3 separate regions of the Mus musculus genome follow, and all the other regions are linked to region 3. A link is a contact called in public Hi-C and promoter capture Hi-C data. All regions are on one chromosome and are shown on one strand. The core of a region is the stretch at or near the end of the contact, and the rest is flanking DNA. Distances in the headings are between cores, read along the strand shown.

What was found. Promoter capture Hi-C pulls out the DNA fragments that hold promoters and counts their contacts. Hi-C and Micro-C count contacts between places; a contact is called where the count stands out from the background.
Region 1: a contact with region 3 is called in a Hi-C map of differentiating embryonic stem cells, with 2.3 times the contacts expected there. The contact joins the enhancer-like site here to the promoter of Ttll6 in region 3. A contact is called at or near these places in 3 of 39 promoter capture datasets (the SN4741 cell line, pre-B cells and second pharyngeal arch cranial neural crest), 5 of 484 Hi-C or Micro-C datasets (the G1E-ER4 cell line, cumulus cells, differentiating embryonic stem cells and 2 more), 1 of 115 datasets of contacts at active chromatin or transcription factors (embryonic stem cells) and 1 of 9 other capture datasets (adipose tissue).
Region 2: a promoter capture Hi-C map of neural stem cells shows a contact between it and region 3. The contact joins the promoter of B4galnt2 here to the promoter of Ttll6 in region 3. A contact is called at or near these places in 7 of 39 promoter capture datasets (the 3T3-L1 cell line, cranial neural crest, embryonic stem cells and 4 more), 1 of 484 Hi-C or Micro-C datasets (nephron progenitors), 1 of 115 datasets of contacts at active chromatin or transcription factors (embryonic stem cells) and 3 of 9 other capture datasets (adipose tissue, liver and pancreatic islet).

The regions. Positions count from the first base shown.
Region 1 is chr11:95,956,777-95,961,252 of GRCm38.p6, reverse strand. Igf2bp1 (insulin-like growth factor 2 mRNA binding protein 1) reads left to right here. Exons shown (of 15, transcript NM_009951.4): 15 at 1-4,090. Among named protein-coding and RNA genes, the nearest start is that of Mir3063, 4.4 kb to the left of the region's middle. Within about 2 kb of position 1,887, at least 8 of the 459 cell types and tissues checked have an H3K27ac peak or open chromatin away from gene starts, as enhancers often do. A contact at or near this core is called in differentiating embryonic stem cells and embryonic stem cells, where this site is marked.
Region 2 is chr11:95,913,488-95,918,645 of GRCm38.p6, reverse strand. B4galnt2 (beta-1,4-N-acetyl-galactosaminyl transferase 2) reads left to right here and starts at 3,775. Exons shown (of 11, transcript NM_008081.3): 1 at 3,775-3,826. The coding sequence starts at 3,816.
Region 3 is chr11:96,131,335-96,136,122 of GRCm38.p6, reverse strand. It overlaps Ttll6 (tubulin tyrosine ligase-like family, member 6), which reads right to left and starts at 2,337. Exons shown (of 15, transcript NM_172799.4): 1 at 2,162-2,337; 2 at 1,215-1,252; 3 at 520-638; 4 at 268-398. The coding sequence starts at 2,337.

The DNA of each region.
Region 1 (4,476 bases), core at 638-3,137, 170 kb after region 3:
AATAATAACTAAAAAATAATACTGTTTTAAAAGAAACCTGTATTTCTTTAAAAATATGGGAGCCAAGACTCCGTTTATGGGAAAGACAAGGCCACTCTGTTCCCATCGGGCCACCTGGTTTGTCATTACAGTGCTTTTCCTGATGATTTTTTGGTTATTGTTTCATTCCCACCCCACCTTGTTCTTGTCTGTGTCATTCTGCATAGACCACAAGGCCAGCGGACCCTCCATAACTGCCCTCCCCGTCTCCCTGCCTCCTTAGGTTGATCTGCTTCATTCTAAAAGTGGACCTGTTAGGGCATTCTTGGTTTTAGAGTGGTGGGTAGCCAAGAGGAGGAAGAGGAAATGCTGAGTGTGGTTGGGACAGGGTCTTACCACTTGGTCCCCATCACAGCCACGGTCTCTCATAGGCTCCAGACCATTTAGTCCAAAGAGAGAAACAGTCTTTAGGATGTAACAGGCCAGTAGAATTAAGCTTCCCACCTGGCTCTATGTGCTTTGTTCCCATTCAAAGCAGACAATGTTCAGACATCGGCCATTTAGTGATTTCAAGTGGATTTCTTGCAGCAAGCATGCTTTGATACCTGGTTCAAGTGACCATGGGGGGATCCCATAGTACCTGGAATGAGATTGCTGGAGCGTCTGTTCCTTGGGGACCTGCCCCCTTCACACCTTAAGTCCAAGTCCTTCCCTTTAGCTGATTGAGCTCCCAGAAGAGATCAGAACATGTGTGACAAGGGACCTGAAAACTTACATGGACTAGGCAAGGTTCCACTCATGGCTGGATTTGCCCAGCAGCAAGATTGTGAAAGTTGGCTTCCTAATGAAAGTAAGAATATGGACTAGGGGCAGAGGTCAGCAGGAAGGGAGAGCCTGGCTTATTTGGGTTGTCTGGTGACTCAAAGGCCAGATCTTAGGGCAGCTCCTTACCCTGCTTGTCACCTCTTTTTTTTTTTTTTTCCAAACCCTGTCCTAGGTAAGATGGCAAATTATTACAAAAAGCACTTGGGATATTTGGACAGTTGAGAAAAGCAACCTTTAGAAGAAACTGCTTCTGTGCTCAGAGGTCTATGTATAGAGGTGTGTGTGTGTGCACTACACACGTAGTTTTATGAATGAAAGGATCATCTCTTGGGTCTATTTTTTAAATTCTTGGAAACACATAAAAAGCCAAATGGTTTGACTCACTGACTGACTTTGAAGCTGCATCTGCCGCTTACACCGCAGTGGCTTTAACCCCCTCTGGGGTCTGGTTGCCTTTTGCAGTTTGTGGACTTAGTTGCTGGAAGGAGGTCTAGGTACGAGGGAAGTCGTGTGGCCTTTGACTCTTTCCGGTCCTTTCTGTCTTTCATTTCCCTAAACTCTCCGCTTTTGGGGAAAACTCCTGCCTCGCTATTGGCTGGAGACACCATGTCAAAACCCCGAGGATGCTGGGACAGGATGTTCCAGTTGGTTCTGTATGTCCGTTTTCCTTTGTGCCAAAGACAGACAGACAGACAGAGGCTGAGAGGCTGTTTCTAAGACAAAGCAGTGGCCGGCCATCTTTCTACATCTCCTAGGCCTGTCTGTGAGGGGGAGGGTCCTGGAGACTACACTAAAGACAAGCACCACTCTTGTTAAGTTCCTGGGGGATTGGGGTGTGGTGCTTGCCCAGGGCTAGGGAGCAGGGAAAAGGGGGTCCTGTTGCACTTTGGGGAAGGAGGGACTCTTGGGCTCCCTGTGGGACTGCTCTCCTCCCCTGTCCCCACTGCAGAGATGGCACCGTGGAGTTCCCTTCAGGCCTGGCAGACTGGCAGTGAGGAGGGGCCTCAGTTAGCTCTCAAGGGTGCCTTCCCCTCCTCCCTTCCCAGACACCCTCTGCCAAACTGGGAACCAGCAGTGCTATTAACTACCTCAGCCCCAGAGGGCGCCAAGCCTAACTGAGCCCCAGGAGGAGCTGTCGATTTAGGCAACTCTTCTCCCCCTCTCTCGGGACGAGGTCGCCTTTCCTTGTCCTAAGTGCTCCTGGGGGAGATCCTAGTGGCTTTGCCATTCAGACCACACAACTGTTTTTGCCTGTTTGTTGAAAACCAATAGAAGGAGACCAGCTTGGCAGGACATTGCAGGAAGAGACCCCCTCATCAATGCCAGGGGATGTAAAAGCCATTTTCCTTCCAGATACTCAATGGTTTAGGTGCAGAATGTTGTTCTTGTATTCAGACATACATAGAGTAATACCAGCTGAAACATGGTGTTTCTTTCCTTTGGATACATCTCAGTGAGGGTTCAAGATCCGGGACAGGCCACATGCTTCATGGTCTAGAGGCTAGGCCAAAGCCTCAACCCTGCACGGCCTGATGTGGTATCATTACGGATGCCCTCAAATGGGTGACTATGGACTGACAAAAGAAGAGAATTTGTTTTTCTTAAATAGCAGGATGCTCCTGGAGCGTGTGTTTTTCATAATCACAGATGATGAATACTACGAGTATAAATGGATGAACTACCTCAGTCCTCACAGTAAGATTGGAGATGAGGGCAGGGACTCATGCCTCGGGGATGAATCCCAGCCAGGAGAGAGTTTTGGCTTATGCCACACTAGGTTTGTCATGGGGATCGGGCAGGCTTGCCCGGGTCCCCACTCACATTGGTCGGGTTGGCAGGGTTCCGTCATCTCGTGTCCCCTCCCCCCCACCCCATCCCCTTTTCTGCTCTCCTCCCCCACTCTCTCATCCCTTCACTCCAGCTCCTCCCCCTCTCTCTCAGAGCTTAAGCTTAAGCTTGATGTGAGGAAAGGAATGGGCTCCTTCCCTAGAGAGCTGGATGGAGGGTGGTTCTGGGTCCGGCCTGGAATCCCCTAGTCAGCTCCTAACTTGGGAACCGGGGCCTCTTCAACAGGGTTTCTTCAAGATCCTCTGCCTCCACTGAGTCCCCTCGGGAGGTGTGTGTGTGTATGGGGGGAGGGGGCGCGCTCTGAGATAGAGCAGGATCCTTCTGCCCTGGGGCCTGGTCCAGTCTACCAGGCTCGCTCAGGCCACCTTTGTAGTTGACCACCGCCAGGTGCCCTAGCCCTCCCCACCCCTAAATGACCTCCTTATAGAAGCCTGTTTCACTTTTGGTTTTAATCTACCTCTTAGCAAAACAATATAGAGAAATTTAGGTAGTGGCAACTCCACTTGCTTAGGTTAGGCGGGGGAAAGATTTCTTTTTCCAAAGGAAAAACTATTACCTTAAAAATACTTTCCAAAAAATCTTAAAAAAAAAAAAAATAAAAACCAAAAAAAATTTTTTTTTCTTTTAAGGGAGGGAGACAATTTCCAGTAACCATGGGATTAATTTCCTACACTCTTTTCCCCCATACATATGGTTTCCTCTTTGGCAGTTGTCACATGTCACGTAATGATACGGCTTTCCCAGTGATCTCCTTGTCTGGTCACATCCCCACCCCAAGGAGTGCCAGTGAGACTCACCTGTGCTTCCTGTCACAGCTCTGGCCAGGTGACCTGGACATCTCAAACAGGAGCACTGGGCAGGGGTGCTTCTGGACTCGTTAGGGAACCTCATGTGACCACAGTTTTATGTGAACCACTGCTTATAAGCTCATTGGAAATGAATTTAAGCAGATTATAAATTTGCATGATGAATAAATACCTTTTACCACCATTTGGAGTCTCCCTTCTCTTCAGAAATCGTGATTCTGTTCTCCGAAACCAGAGTTGAATGAGAAGAGCCCACTCTGGCAGAATGGGTTGATAGGCAGTCCGAGGACACGGCTTCCGGGGAGGGCTTTATTTTTCTGAGTGGATGTCTGGGAGGCATTGGGGGGCTGCTGCTTGTGACTGTTAGACTCTGTAATTGCGATAACTTTGGGATTGTATTTTACCAGAACTCTGCCGGCCATCCTGACCCTGAATTTGATTGTGCCTTCCTCCCTCCCTTCTCTGTTCTTGAAGCTGGGGGAGGGGCAGCGGGCTCGGACTTGGCTAGTTTGTTTATTGAATGGATGAACGAACACTCCCGGGGGTCCCTTCCGGGGGAAAGCTGTTTCAGCCACAAAGCAATCTCATTCCACTGTTTTCAGCCTCAAAATAAAAGGAAACTTATATTGAAAGCTGAGTGTGTCTGTGCTTCTGGGAGTTGGGGAGCTTGGGTGCTCGGGATGAGGGGAGGGCTTTGCTAGGAAAAGAGTCCCAGAGAGTTGCCAGGGAGAGCAGGGAGATTGGCCTGACCCCCTCTAGGCTGGGCTGGGATAGGATGCTCAGAGCCAGGTTGCCTCTGCTCTCCCTGTCATGAGGTGCAGCTCTGCTCTGCCAGGCCTTTGCATTGATAGACCTAGAACACTGGGTTACAATACTAAGTTGTTTTGTCATCTATTACAGGAATAAAAGTAGCTAATATAGTAAGAGGTAACTTTCAAACTCAGCTTTTTTCCCATTTGGTTTTTGATGTACATTCTCACTGTGTAGCCCAGCCTGGCCAGTCGGAGCAAACCCACCC
Region 2 (5,158 bases), core at 2,526-5,025, 220 kb after region 3:
CTGGTACTTGGGTGTAGCTTGAGTACAGCTCTAGGTCAAGTTTCTCTTAAGATGGAGGCCGGTCCCAAGATGGAATAGGTTTGGCCTCTTTGTTCCAGTTCCAGCTCCCAGAAGGGAGCTGAGAGACAGCAGGGACAAGGATCAAAAGCAGGAATTCTACCAGCAGGATTCCAGTATTGTAGAGGTCCTGGAGGACATAAGGAGGAGATAGAGTGGGCAGCCCCCGAGGGAGATGAGGAAGCGCCAGGAAGGAGCTGAGAACATGTGGTCCTTGTGACAGTTTCAACTTGGAGCATTCCCAAGTAGATCAAGAGACTTGTCAGAGAGAAATATCCCAAGTTAAAGATGAGGAAAGGCAGGCTGGAGAGATGGCTCAGTGGTTAAGAGCACTGTCTGCTCTTCAAAAAGTTGTGAGTTCAAATCCCAGCAACCACATGACTATCTGTAATGAGATCTGATGCCTTCTTCCAGGGTGTCTGAAGACAGACAGCTTCGGCAAGTGGGTGGGGCAAAAAGAAAAAGTGTCTGAAGATAGTTACAGTGCACTTACTTTTTTGTTTGTTTGGTTTTTTTTCAAGACAGGGTTTCTCTGTATAGCCCTGGCCTTGAACTCAGAAATCCGCCTGCCTCTGCCTCCCGAGTGCTGGGGTTAAAGGCGTGTGCCACCACACCTGGCTTTTTTTTTTTAAAGATTTATTTATTATTATATCTAAGTACACTGTAGCTATCTTCAGACACACCAGAAGAGGGCGTCAGATCTCATTACAGATGGCTGTGAGTCACCATGTGGTTGTTGGGATTTGAATTCAGGACCTTTGGAAGAGCAGTCGGTGCTCTTAACCACTGAGCCATCTCTCCAGCCCCCTACAGTGCACTTACATATAATAAAAAAATAAATAGGCATCCTTTTCCAAGTGACTGGGGCCCAGGAGGGCGAAGGAGCTTCCTGGCACACCTGTATGGTTTTTATAGTAACAGTAGGCTCCTTTGAGACAAAGTAGGCAGCTTCAGGGTGACACTTACCCAGCAGATGAGGAGAGAGCAGGTGGAGGGAGAGTAAACCTTTCCAAGTGATGAACTCCCAGGAGGGCATAGCAGTTTCCAAGAGCCAGAGAGACTGAGAGATGCCCTCACAGTGGAGATGAAGAGCAGGAGGGCAAGAAGTGGTTGAAGAGGCAGACCCCAGAATTTGGAGGCAAATATGGTGGGTGACAGAAGCCAGCAGAAACAAATGAACCATAGGTCCATATACACCTTACTGAAATAAAGTCAGCAGCTTGGTTCAGTTAGGAAGCCAGGCCCCTTGAAAAGGGGTTTATTTATGCCCCACTGAGAGGTTTCAGCATCGGATGTATAAAGTGAGGGCGTGGCCACCCCAAGGTATGGTTGAGGGCATGGTTTCTATTGTAGATGTGAGGGAGACTACAGTCAGAGGCATCTGGAAGAGTCTAGAGCATAGAGACTAAGTAGTTTAGTCGATTGAATGTGGCTAGCAGACTGAACTTGGCCATGGGAAGGCAGGGAGGGAAGCAACCCTCGGAGAGGAGCAGAAGAGAGGGGACGGAGAGGAGAAGACAAAGGAGAGCAATCAAGAGTGCACAGCTGACCTGTCTAGGAAAACAAGAAAGAAAGAAAGAAAGAAAGAAAGAAAGAAAGAAAGAAAGAAAGAAAGAAAGAAAGAGAGAGAGAAAGAGAGAGAGAAAGAGAGAGAGAGAAAGAAAGACAGACAGAAAGACAGAAAGAAAGAAAGAAAGAAAGAAAGAAAGAAAGAAAGAAAGAAAGAAAGAAAGAAAAGAAAGAGCGAGCACGCAGCTGAAATGGAAGGGTTTTAAGGGAAGGAGAAAGTGAGGAAGGGACCAGCATGGGCTGGGAACAGTTAGGGTAGGGAGTGGGGTGGGAAAAGCAGCCACAGGCAGTTGTGAAACTGAGGAAGTCTGCATGCAGGTCAGCATCCACTTTGGCATACTACTAAATACCACAAATAGTCTTGTCCTGACCTGACAGGCGCCATATCACTACCCAGAAAGCTGAATTCATATCCACCATGAAAAGAAAAGGGGCTCTCTGACGCCCACCAGCCCGTCTGGCTTCTGCTTCTCTCTCCCCAGCCCTCTCTCCGAGTGTTTACCCCCTCCCCCGCCTCTTTCTCTGTCTCTCTTTATCTCTTTTTCTGCTTCTACTTCATTCTCAACCCCCTTTCCATCCCCACCTCAAAAAAAAAGCAAAAAACAAAAAACAAAAAAAGAAAGAAAAAAAAGAAAGAAAGAAAAGAAAAGAAAAGGAAAGGAAAGGAAAGAAAAGAAAAGAAAAGAAAAGAAAAGAAAAGAGGGAGATCAGACTTATGATGGAGTTGGAAAAAATGGCTTTATTCTTTCTTTTGAGTTTCTTGTATATTCTATGGCAATCCTGTCAGGTGTACAGCGGGCAAAGATCCTCCCTCCCCCACGCTGCATTCTACGAGTTATATATTCATCTAACTGGTGTGTAACTAAGGGTGACCCTGGATTCTGATCCTCCTGCCTCAGTGACTATATCTTTCTTACCCGGTTGGATATTTAGGATTACTTTGTTTTTAGCCGTACTTCCTTTCTGGGACACGGCAAGGTATACTATGTGTAAGCAGACGATTGCACACCGTCCTCTGCATACCTGAAACTAGCCGCATGCACGCAGTTTGGCAGGATCAGAACAACAGTAGGATCCCATTCTCGTCTCAACGGAGAAGAGCCCCCCCCCCCCGAAAACCACCCCCAACACCTTTCGAAAAGGGTTTCACAAACACAAATGCGGAACGATTTCGAGTGAAATTCGCTTTTTTCCTACGTCCAAGCAAAAAGGCATTATGTGGTCCGATAGGTCATTGTAAGAGAGATTGGGCTACGGATGCGGCTTTGTTTTCCTGTCACGACAATTTGCGGTAGAGTGTTAGGGGAAAGGTAAGGACAAAGGCTGAATTTGAGGGAACTGAAATTTGAGCTGTAGAAGGGCCCGAGATGATAGGGAGAGCTAGGAGTGGACTACGAAACTGTGTTTCTTTCTAGGGTGGACAGAAAAGCTTGATGACCCGGGGAGGCTGAGAAAGAGAATTAATTTGGAAAGAAGCGCAGGGGCCGGGTTGCGGGTTGCAGGTTGCAGCGAGCGCCCAGGTTATCCAGGCCGTGCTAGGACACGCCTTGAAGCCCGGAGGACCGCTCTGGAGCGAGAGCAGATAGAGCGGAAAGCCATTTGCCCGGATGAGGAAAGCGGTGGCACGGGATCGTACTTTCTCCAGCTTCACCTAGTTCATCCTGAAGTTTGGGTAAAACCCTGAATCCTCTCTATCTCCCTCTAAAAGACCTGCCCACCAAAGAAATGGGGGTGAGCAGAGATGGCTTGCATTTTTAGCCCCGAACCCAAAGGACATAAAATACACCAAAGTGGGTTGAGACGCTGCTTACTGTCTGATTATCCCCAACTTGCCTAGATTTCTTCACCTGAAAATCAAGCCACAGAACTGTCGTCGGGGCTGTTATAGTTTATACAAGTAAATAAAGCGTTAGAACCTGACTGTAACTCTTCTAGTAGGAAAAGCCTGGGCGTTGGTCACCGGAGGGATCATGTACCGGGACATAGGCTCCTGGCGCCGCACAGCCACAGTGGACCAACTTAAATAGTGTCAAAACCGTTGGAACACATCCTGGACGCGAGGCAAGGTCCAGCGCCTGGGCGGGGGTTGTGCGAGGTAGGCGGGCGCGGTCCCTGGGACTCGCAGCTCATTCCTGCTCGCGTCCAGACCTGCGGTAGGCAGTCTGCAGAAGTGGCTGGAGCGAGCTGCGATGACTTCCAGGTAGTGAGTGTCCCTGGGCCGGAGGAACGTGGGCACGCGGAGTTGGGGAGGAACAGGTGTAACGGCGGCAGCCAGCAGTGCTCAGACAGCAGGCAGCCGGCTGGTGGAGCCCGGGGAGTCTTCGCGTGGGTGACAAGGATCTCCCGGCACAGTGCGTGCCTTCCTGGCTAGACATCCCGCTCCTCTCTCCCGTCTCAGACGCTGCGCCGGCTCAAACCCGGAACCGGTTTTCCCATGGGAAAATCCGACTTGGAGGTTGATCTCCAGGGGGTGGGGGGCAAGTCCGAGCGTGGGGTCGTGTCTTGGGGGTGCCGGGTGCGCTGAACGGGGATCAGGCGCCTACCTGACTGAGTCTGGTACCCAGCTGTAGGATGTGGGTTTAGGCAAGTGTAAGAGCCTGGATCCCTGAGTCCTTTCCAGAGAGTTTTATAGCAGCCCTCACAGAGCCAATGGGTTTCAGAAGGTTGCATCAGGAGTAAGAGGCTCAGCTGTACCTCAATGCACCGCACAACACCGTGGAACGCTGAAGAGGCTGAACTTAGGCGTGTTCGATTAAGTTTTACAAAACACTCAGAAGGATCAGAAACGAGTTGTGTGAGTTAGAAATCATTTTGGTGTGTTACACACACCTCCTCAAAGTTTCTCTCTCTCTCTCTCTCTCTCTCTCTCTCTCTCTCTCTCTCTCTCTCTCTCTCTTTCTCTCTCTTTTTTCAAAAGCAAATGCAGTTAAAGGGAGGGGCATGTAGCTCTGATGGTGAAGTGCTTGCCTGACACTCAGAGGCCAGTCACTACTACTAAACTACCTGGAAGGCAGAGGGCCACAATTCTGAGGCCAGATGGACATCCGATCTGATCTCAAAACTTTCAAAGGGGCTGAGGAAGTTCCTCAGTGGTATACGGTTTGCAGACTCTGCACCAGGACCAGGTTTGGGGGGGGGGGGGTTGTTTGTTTGTTTTTAAAGCACACATTTGTTCCACAAAGGATTTAGGGAGAGAGTGGAGGAAGGCAGATATTGGGAGTCTGCTGTGCATTGCTAAGGAAGGGCTTCAGGAATCCCAGAGTCCTTCAATATTCTTTCTAGCTTCCTGCTTCCTGCATGTGGGAGGAGATAGGAGCTGGGACTTCTGTTTCATAGACTCAGTCAACTTGAATGATGCTAATGAACACAAGGCTGGCACATTTTGGGCCAGACTTTGTTTTTCCTTCACTTATAAAGAGCTAGAATTGTACCCTTAGATCTACGATTTTCATCTCTGAAGTCTGCTATTTTCCTGTTTTGACTATACAGTGCTGGCCAGTGTGGCCTTGGGGAAACATCTCTTCCAACTTCT
Region 3 (4,788 bases), core at 1,088-3,587:
CAGCTTTCGGGGAGCAGAGCAAACTTTCATCCTAACTGTGGGTCCAACCTCCAAGGCGCCCGGCCCCTACCTAATTGACAGCTCATTTTATAGGTAGGGCCTGTGTTTTCTCAACCTTGGACACACCCTTAGCCTTTTTTCTTCCTGAACAGTAAGGGGAAATACAGAGGGCCATATGCCAAGGGGTTGTGGCAGCTGAGAAATCAGGGCAAGAGGGAAAAAATAGCAATGGGAGTTGGCAAAGGGGCGGGCGTAGTGGTCACTCACTCGGCAGGAAGACACCAAGTCCTGGGGAAGAAGTGGAAATCCTTAGGAAACAGCTTTAGCATGCGGCTCATATTCCGGGCCAGCAAGTCCTTGCGGCAGATCTCACTCATCCCAGGAAAATGATTGATTTTCTGCAAAGGGAGACGGAATTCATAAGCGATTCCGGCTGAGATTCAAAGCAGGGCTAGGGGAGCCAGCGAGACAAACGGGGCTGCCACTGGCCAGATGCCACAGGTCCAGGGAGGGACGTACCTGGTAGCTCTTCATTTCCATCACTCGCTCCAGTGACACTGAGTAGTCGGTCCAATAGAGAGTCCAGTCATCATTGTCACCCGCCTCTCGAAGGCCATATTGCTGGGCGGCCCTGCGCACTGTGAAGGAGTTGAAGAAAAAAAAAAGTCTGGCAAGGGACAGAAGCAGGAAAGAGCTCTGTGCTGGGAGGTCCCTTTCTCACATATTGAAATTAGAGAGCTGGCTCCTTGGGACTGGAATGTCTTTGTAGATGGAGCAAAGAGTGTGGGGAATAGTGTTATTGAAGGGTACATCTGAGGCTACATGGGGTGAGTGTTAGACTCACCCTGGCTTCCCTTTCCCAGGAAAGAGTCCTCTAGCTTGTCTCCAAACATTAAACCCTGGATGCAAACTAATCCTTAACCATAACCAGGCTTAATCAGTGAGATAAACTAGTACAGAGGCAGGTGGGGGTCTGGGGGTGGGCAGCATTTGACATAGTTGAGTCTTGAGCTAGCCTGAGCTACACAGTGAAGCCCTGTCAACAAACATGTACGTAAATACGCAAGACTATGGGCTGTGCACAATGCCCCTGTGATTTTCAGGAGACTTCCAAGCATTCTGAGACCCTGTTTATCACCCTCGGGCATGCCCAGGACTGGCCCCTTCCCCACCCTTCAGTCTCCATCACAGACCCCTTGAACAGAGATACTTACCGCTGTCATACCGGCAGTTAGATAGATTGATCACCAATCATCTGGAAAAGAGAAAAGGGCAGACAGCAAGACACAGACAGATACCCAGGCCAGAACACAGGGCTGGGGCCAGACACATGTGTCCCAGTGGCCACACCAAGCCATGCACCTCACAGTTCCGTTACTCCATGTGTTACAATTGCCTTTGCTTGCGATTTTGTGTTAACACCATTGCCTCAACCCCCTTTTTAATTTTGTCAGTGATGGGACTTGAACCCAGGGCCTCCTGCCTGAAAGTGAGGCACTAGACACTAGGCTACACTCCCAGTGGTCCCTGTACTTTTACACCATCAGCCCATTGGGGACAGAAATTTTATTTTATTTATTTATTTTGGGGTTTGTTTGCTTGTTTGAGAAATTTTAAAAGGCACATATTTTTTACTAAAATATTGTCTCCCCCTTTCCACTAAGGGAAGCCATTTAGAAGATAGACAATACTCTCTTACAAGGCAAAGCAGAGTATTAACCCAGAAACGGAATGCGCAAGCTGCAGCTGCCAGCCGCCGGGGCTGGCAAGTCACTGTGGTCCTGTTACACTGCAAGTATGTGAAATTCCCAGGACACACGGGAGCTTGCGCTTAGGAAGGGAAATTTTTTCCTTGCTCCTTCAGCAAGGAGCTCCCTCTCCACCCAGTCTTTAAAAGGCATTGCAAACACAAATAGAAGGAAAAGTACAAGGTGTGATTCGAGGTTATGCACACTATTATGGGATGCCATAAAACAGAACACTGAAATTGGTGTGAGCCAGAGGAGACAAGCCCTGTGTCCCCTTTTCCTCTCATCAGCCAAGACCTTCTTCCCTTGGGCCCTTCCTGCTCTTATCAACACCGACACCACACACACACACACACACACACACACACACACACACACACACGCCCCGAAACTCCTCGTTTTTCAATACTAACCTTTTTTTCTTCCTCTTTTTCTTACCATGCTGCTGTGCGTTCTGGAGCCTCTTTTGTGTGTTCTCTCTCACAAAAGCCAGGGTGACAAATTCTTTTAGCTCCTCCAGATCTTCTGTGGAACTCTCCTCCCTCTCTTCAGCCCCTTCCTCACTTTCCGAAGTCAGGCACTGTAGCATCTTCCTAGCCCTGGAGGAGGCTCTGGGGAAACATCAGTCCTCCCTGGAGAGAAGGCAGAGCGATCAGCAGTTGTGTGGGTCCACCTGAAGGGGGCGCTCCTCCCTTGCTCATGTCCGTTCCCAAACAACTGGTTGTAGTTTATAAAAAATGCTCCCCGCTCCAAATGCGCGCTTGGTGCACGCTCAGGGAGAGAGCTAGTTCCACCTTTGGCAAAGACTCTGACCTTGGGGACTCACCTAGCCAACCCTAGCTTTGGTTTTGGCCATCTGGGGTTTTCTGAAAGAGGCCGAGCTGCTGCTATGCGCTGTACCACCTGGTAAACAATCTTATTATTAAAGTCAGAGTGCGCCTGGAGACAGCCTCAGAACTCAGCTTCAAGCCTTTCTATCTGAGGGACTGAGTCCCGAGGGGGCAGTGGAGGTGGGCTGAGTTCTGTTAACCCTTACAGTGCTGCATTCGACTTCCCACAAGGCAAGATGCAGGCACGAATAAGATGCACAGGCGGCTGTGAATCAACAGATGTCCGTTCCCAACAATACTGAGAATGGAACTAAGAGCTTCTGGAAAACTAGTACTCTTAACTGCTGAGATCTCTCTCTCTCTCTCTCTCTCATTCTCTCTCTCTCTCTCTCTCTCTCTCTCTTTCTCTCTCTCTCTCTCTCTGTCACACCACACACACACACACACACACACACACACACACACACACAGCGTTCTGCCTTCACAGTTCTTTAGGAGTACAGTCTCTGCCTCTGCCTCTGCCTCTCTGCCTCTGCCTCTTCCTCTCTGCCTCTGCCTCTCTGCCTCTGCCTCTGCCTCTGCCTCTGCCTCTCTGCCTCTCTGCCTCTGCCTCTGCCCCATCTGCCTCTGCCTCTCTGCCTCTGCCTCTGCCTCTGCCTCTGCCTCTGCCTCTGCCTCAGCCTCTGCCTCTGCCTCTGCCTAACCCAGATTTTCCTGGCCCCGTTCAGATCACAGCCCTCACACCAAGGCTCATATGGCCATAAGGCCCATTTCACAAGGCTCCCACCTCCTCCCTTCTCCTCCCCACCAACCTCCACGCCTTTAATGCCCACACTCCAGCCTCTCTCTCCTTTAGTGCCCACAGGCCTCTCTCCTTTAGTGCCCACATGCCAGCCTCTCTCTCTCCTTTAGTGTCCACAGGCCTTTTGCCATCTACTTGCCTGCCCTGCTCATACACATCCTTTGGATCAAAGCTTTTAAAAATGAATATCTTTATCTTTCAGTTTATTGCTGAAATCATGTTAAATAAAGGAGGCCTTAAAGCTGGGAGGGCAGACATCACCTGTGGCTCACCTACTCTACCAAAGCATCTTTGCCTTGGCTGTGAATTCTTAAATTCTAATTGTAATTATTCTGACATCATTTTAACCATCTTGGCACCTTCTTTCTGCCCACATAATATATCATAAAGGCGCGTTTGCATGTCCCTAGGTATATTTTTGTTCTCTCTGTCTGTGTGTGTGTGTGTGTGTGTGTGTGTGTGTTAGCGGACAACAAACCTGTGGGGGTTGGTTCCCCTATTATGTGGGTTCTGGGATCAACCTCAGGTAGGTAGTCAGGCTTGTTGTGAAACACACTTACCTACTGAGCCACATCAATGGCCAGCTGGTTCCTGGTTTTTAATGGCTAGGAAACATTCCATAGAACCAACCCTTGCCTTATTGCTGGTCATATAAGTTGCTTCCATTTCTAATAGTCTCTAAACATCCTAAAACATATTTTCAAGCTGGGGATGGGGGGGTGAGGGGACGGGGACGGGGGATGGGGGAATGGGGATTGTAGCTAGAATCTGGCTAGTGGGGAGGCTGAGGCAGGAGTTCCTTGAGCCTAGTAAGAGTCCGTCTCCTAAAGAAGAAAAACAAAGCCGGGCAGTGGTGGCACACGCCTTTAATCCCAACACTCGGAGGCAGAGGCAGGCGGATTTCTGAGTTCGAGGCCAGCCTGGTCTACAGAGTAAGTTCCAGGACAGCCAGGGCTACACAGAGAAACCCTGTCTCAAAAAAACCAAAAGAAGAAAAACAAAAAAATCCCCTTTCATGTATAGAGGGTCCTTTACTTTGGAGTTTTGCCTCTTGTTTGTCTGTTTCTTTATTTAAGACAATGTCTCACTATGTAGCGCAGGCTGGCCTGCAATTCTCTTTTCTCAGCCCCACAAATGCCGGAGTTACAGGTGTGTACCCCTAAATCCAGCTTTTGTTTGAGGTCGAGTCTTTCCTTATAATGGCTATGGCGACACGGTGGCATGTATCTGTAATTCCCGGCACCTGGGAGGTGGAATCCAAGAGGATCAAATGTTCGAAATCACCCTCAGTGAATACAGAGTTAGAGGCCAGTCCGGACTACATGAGATTCCGTTTTTCAAAACAAAGAAAGGACAGGATTCAGGGATTAAATGGCTCAGAAGATTATGTAGCTTTGTGTGTGTGTGT